2 separate regions of the Mus musculus genome follow, and region 1 is linked to region 2. Evidence: chromatin contacts called from public Hi-C data. All regions are on one chromosome and are shown on one strand. Each heading gives the region's core, a stretch centred on a gene start, on an enhancer-like site or on the middle of the called end of the contact. The rest is flanking DNA. Distances are from core to core; before and after follow the strand shown. Region 1 overlaps Frmpd1 (FERM and PDZ domain containing 1). Region 2 has its middle 31 kb from the start of Tomm5.

Region 1 (2,700 bases), core at 85-2,584, 70 kb before region 2:
GAGGGAACAAACCCCATCCTGTATGGACTCCACAGATGGACTCTAGGTTAGCACCACCACTGGGGATGCTCAATGCTATGCGGGTGCACAAGTGCCCAGGAGCAGGGCTGAACGTCTGCAGGGACCGTCTGAGCACAGAGGTCTTTAGAGCCTGTGGTGTCTGGTGTCCCAGGCACTCAGTAGAAAGATTCTTTTCCTTTTCCACAGACACATTGGTTAGTATGAATATCTTCATTCTCATTAGTAGAAAAACTATTGACCACCACCTGGGAAAAATCTGACCATATTGTAGCACGTGGACTAAGATCTAGATCTGAGTTTTTACCGTGAAATGATTTATCATGTCACTGGGGCACCAGCAAATTTCCAAAACCCTCTGGGCACATCTGATACCATGAGCGCCAAAACCAAAATCCACAACTGCTTGGGAAATTTAGACTGAGGGCTCCCAGAGCAGTGGCTCATCACTCTAGTGGACTGAGCTGTGACTCCAGGGGTCTGTCTAGGAAGTGGGGTGGGCTCCCAGTCCTACCAGATCAAAGCCAGCCACAATCACAGCACAGTATATCAACAATGGCTTCCAGAGCCAGGCCCAAGGCATGCTTTTCAGGCCTGTGACCCATGGCCTGTGACACCAAGGTTTTGTTCTACCCCGAGGTTCCTTGTCTGAAGTCCATACCTTCCCACAGATGAGGTACTGGCCATAGCTTTAACTCTTTATTTTTGAGTCCACACCCTGGGGTTCAGACTCTAGTTTTCAACCATCTCTAGCTGAAGGGGGGAGGCCTCTAAGCCAGTGTGACCGTCCCACCAATGTCTAGCCACTCTTTCACCCATGCTGGGTATGATAGTGGGGACCCAGGTTACCTAGTCATGGCCCCTGCCTTAGAAGTCCTTCTGTTCTGGAGAAGGTGAAACACACTCTTAGCCAATACAGTTCAGAGTGTGGGGTCCTTAAGAAAAAGGGTGCAGCAGAACACATTCTGATGAGGAGTCTAAGAAGCACCTCCTTCAGGGCCAGCATGGGCTCATTTCTGCTTGAGGCCTGATTGCTGTCAGACAGCCAAGAGTGCCAGGTGCCATCTGCCAATCAGGACCCCGTGCAAGTTTCAGGTCAAAGGGTTACTCCAGTTGTCTTAATTAAGCCCTAATTAAGTATTCTGCCCGGAAACCTCCCTCTTGTAGAGCTGCACTGTTTACAGGGACCGATTCAGGGAATCGGGTCAGCTGTTGGGTGTCGGCAGCCGTTAGGAGCGGCACCGTCAGCTGTAGAGGGATGCTAGTGGGGTTCACGGATTCCACCCCCCCCCACCACAAGACTCAGAAATACAGAATGCCAGCCCTTGTGAAGCACTTGGCCCTGCCCCTAGCCTCAGCAGTGCCCAGCTTTGCCCATGGGGAGAAGGGAAGGGGCGTGTAACTAAAGGCCTGCCAGGCACTGTAGGAAAGAAAACCAGAATGACTGGCAGACGGTAGCCGAGTAACCAAGCCGCTGCACCCCTTGTCACTGAACTGTTAAATAAATACTACTAACCAGAAATCACGGAGCATTCCAGAAACTACTCTCAATACCAGCACTTTGATTTAATGTGGGCTGTAAACTATAGGCTATATACCTATATAACTATAATCTGCAAAACCATTGCCTTATAGAGGAACCAAACCCTCCCTTACACTGGGCATAGACAGGCAGGAAACACAAATTTGATCTAACGAGTAAGGTGTTTCCGGTTTGGGTGGTAAATCCTTGGAGTGTGTACTTTAATGTCTGTTTGTGCCACAAGGAGACCTCGTCTAAGGATGGGAGAGGTCTCTGGGGAGGGACGGCACAAAGATTCCCTGGAGAGTCAGAATGTGCCGAATGAAGGCACACTGGTCTGAGCAGCAGCAGGTACACACCCCAGGGTACCCCAATTCTACCCCTGCAGGAGCTTCTTCTTCCCATAACCACATCTCTCAGGTCTATTCACATCCCAAAGCCCTGCCACCTCCATTTAAGATTCTGATTGGAAGAAAAGTCAGAAGTTGGATTTATTCTGTCCTAAGTAGCCACTAGCAAGCACACACAGGGACAGGACCCTGGCACCTGCATCAACAGCAACAAAAGTCCCTGCCCGCTCTACTTCCCAAGCCCAGAGCCCAAGTTTAGGGGCATCCATCCGAGTTTGGGGGCCATAGGTATAGCCCAGTGGTTAGTGCCGGCTTAGCATGCATGAGGCCCTGGTATGAGCTCCAGTGTCGCTTAAACAAACAGAAAACAAAACAAAACAAAAACAACAGCAAAATCCAGCCACTCCCTGGCTCCCGTGAAAGGGCCTCCTTAAACCTCTCCTTCTTCTCAGACCACCACTGCACATGATCGAGCTGGCATGGCCTCGGAGGTGGGCCACTGCACCTGGCCCCCTGACCTTGGTGTTCCTCTCTCTCTCATCTATACCCCCATGTCATGGAATGATCGTCTTAAGATGTAAATCTGACTGTCACTCTCCTGCATAAAACTCTCTGTCACCCCATAACTTTTAGAGTGATTTGTGAGGTTCTCCCTGTGAGCCCTGGGCTTCTGTCTCAGCTCTGCTACTTCATTAGATGGCTGCCGGCGAGCAGATTAACTCCCCACTGATAAAGTGCTGATAAGAACAGCACCTGTCTCACAAGGCTGCCATGAGTTGAAGGGAGGAATTCGTGGAACTGTTCAGAACA
Region 2 (2,700 bases), core at 73-2,572:
CTGTGCACCTAGCAGGTGCACTCATGCCTTCACCTGTGCACTTAGCAGGTGCACCCTTGCCTCCACCTGCACTTAGCAGGTGCACCCTTGCCTTCACCTGTGCACTTAGCAGGTGCACCCTTGCCTTCACCTGTGCACCTAGCAGGTGCACCCATGCCTTCATCTGTGCACTTAGCAGGTGCACCCTTGCCTTCACCTGTGTACCTAGCAGGTGCACCCATGCCTTCACCTGTGCACCTAGCAGGTGCACCCTTACCTTCACCTGTGCACCTAGCAGGTGCACCCATGCCTTCACCTGAGCACCTAGCAGGTGCACTTGCTAGCACACTTGGCTCCTGGTGATGTCAGCGCTACGGCTGCTTCCATGGAGTTGCAGGCTCTGACCTGGAAGCAGAGTGACTGTCCTACTTCCATCCTGCCACTCTGTGCAGAAGGGGAGGAAGGCAGAATTGCAGTCTCATCTGGAAGCCTTTGGGGTCTTTTTTGCCAAGCACTCCCTTTGCTTAAGCAGCATTTGCCTAGTCTTAAGGGAAGCCACTCACAATCGCAATGGCCCTCCTTTCCAGCTACCCAGCTGCCTCCCCATCCTCTCCTTATTAAGGAATATGTCACAGAGCCCGTTCTTGGATGTGGGGAATGAAAGTGACAAGTGGATCTAGGAGCACTGGCTTTCCCCCTCCCTGCTGGGTAGCCAACAAACACATTCAGTCTTGCAAGCTAACCCATGAGACAGTATGGCAGGGCCGATGTGACTGCACCTGCCATCCCCGCAGAAACACATCTCTCCTTCCTTCCTCTCCCACAAACATTTCCTGAGAACCTGTTGCATCCCCTGCACCAGACCAGATCTAGGGACATAACAGGGACAAAAGCCTGGTCCTTCCCCCAGGGATCCTCTAGTCTGGTAGATAAATCAGTAAAATAAATATGTAATCAGCTTTCTCCTGGAATTCTAGCTACTTAGATGGCTAAGGCAGGAAGATCAGTTGATCCCAAGAGTTTGAGGCTGACCTGGACAACATATTGATACCTCATTTATAAAAATGTATGCATGCATACATAAGCATTTGATTGCAATACTGGGCTATGAACAGCACAGTAGCTACAAGTGAAGGAGCTACAAGGGACAGAAGATGAGGTGCAGAAAACATTTCCCTAAGGGAAAAATGAAGCCTTTCTTAGTCTTCCCTGATTGGAATAAAATTTATCCCCACTCCGACCTTAATTATAATTCAATTATAATTCTGGATCTGTGCTGGAGAGCCCTGGTGGCATCGTAGCCCTGGTGGCATCGTAGCCTGTATTAGTCACCTTGGGCTGGGCTTATCGTCTCCATTCCATTCAGTATAATTCACTTCATGTAAGCACTGTGCTAGGCTGAGCTGTGTGAAAGGCCAACGACAAAACAAAGCCAGTTCCAGGACCAGTTCCTTGGGGGAGGCAGACAGCAAGCTGTGGCCCAGAAGGCATGATTGATGGTCCAGGGCAGGATGCTGTGGGCACAGGTACAACCCTCAGAGGAGGCAGAGAGGAAGAGTGGCATCCCAGATGAGCATTGAACAAGGTTCCTGTAGTCAGAGACTAAATAAAACTTCACTAGGCTTCCTAGCAGACTCAAGAAGGCAAGAAGATAGGGAAGGAGTCAGACTGATGATGGAGGGAGCTTGCGGTAGAGCATCAGGGCTGGCGTATGGGATCCATGATATGACAGCACACGAGGAAGCCCCACATAGACTCATTCTGGTGGATAATGGGGGTTTTGATGCTGGTAGTATATCTGCATTTACTGTGTGGGCTGTGGGAGCAGAAAGTGGGTGACTTACAAGCCCAACTCTGTTTTGCATGGATTGTGACTTGGAACACAGCAGGGAGACTATTGAGGGGCCATCTCAATTATCCAGGTGTAAGGTGATTGTCCTCAGCTGTGAAAAACAGCAATAGGGACCAACTGTTGTTTTCCATAATACACAGTGCTGTTTCCTGCCTGGGTTTCATAAATGTTTGTGAAAAAGAAACCACATTAAGGAATCACTTTCAAAGTATGAATTTATGCTTTGCAGGTGTTTGATTCTTGCTGGTTGACCCCTGTCACCTAAGTCATCCAAGTTCAAGTCACAGGCCAACCCTGCCCAAGCCTGTCATTATCTCCCATTATGTGGCTACTTAGAAGAGGCCTGAGTTGCCTCATGTGCCATTTTAATTGGGCTGCAGCTGTCGGTGCGGACAGACTTGGTTTCCTTCCTGGAGCTGGCTGGGACGGCCCCACCCTGTCCTGCCAGCTCAACCATCTGGAGCATCACCCACAGGCTGAGAAGATTTCAGAACACGCCAGGCTCCAAGGCATGCAAAGAATGGGCCCTCCTGGGGAGTTCTAAAGTCAGAGGTCTTCTGGAACCCATCACAGAGCAACTGTCCAGTGACCTTAGGTCTCTCCAGGCAAGCACTTCTAGGAAGGACTGGAGGAGAGCATAAAGTTTAGGGGCTGCCCAAGTGTGACCAAGGGTTCTGGGTGAGGTCTGATCTTTATATAAGGAAGGATATTTATTAAATTTTATTTACTTGTGCTCATGAACACTGCCCCCACCCCAGTATATGTGTGTTGAGTCTGTGTGTGTGTGTGGGGGGGGGGGGGGTTAGAGGGACAACTTTCAGGAGTCTTTCCTTCCACTATGTAAGCTTCTAAAAGTTGAACTCAGGTAG

The links. Hi-C and Micro-C count contacts between places; a contact is called where the count stands out from the background.
Region 1: a Hi-C map of the N1E-115 cell line shows a contact between it and region 2, with 2.1 times the contacts expected there. The contact joins two enhancer-like sites. A contact is called at or near these places in 3 of 484 Hi-C or Micro-C datasets (the G1E-ER4 cell line, the N1E-115 cell line and nephron progenitors), 2 of 115 datasets of contacts at active chromatin or transcription factors (embryonic stem cells and trophoblast stem cells) and 3 of 9 other capture datasets (adipose tissue, liver and pancreatic islet).

Annotation. Positions count from the first base shown.
Region 1 is chr4:45,207,620-45,210,319 of GRCm38.p6, reverse strand. The region is part of intron 1 of Frmpd1 (FERM and PDZ domain containing 1); the gene reads right to left. Among named protein-coding and RNA genes, the nearest start is that of Frmpd1, 24 kb to the right of the region's middle. Within about 2 kb of position 1,334, at least 50 of the 459 cell types and tissues checked have an H3K27ac peak or open chromatin away from gene starts, as enhancers often do. A contact at or near this core is called in the N1E-115 cell line, where this site is marked.
Region 2 is chr4:45,137,378-45,140,077 of GRCm38.p6, reverse strand. No RefSeq gene overlaps it. Among named protein-coding and RNA genes, the nearest start is that of Tomm5, 31 kb to the right of the region's middle. Within about 2 kb of position 1,322, at least 15 of the 459 cell types and tissues checked have an H3K27ac peak or open chromatin away from gene starts, as enhancers often do. A contact at or near this core is called in the N1E-115 cell line, where this site is marked.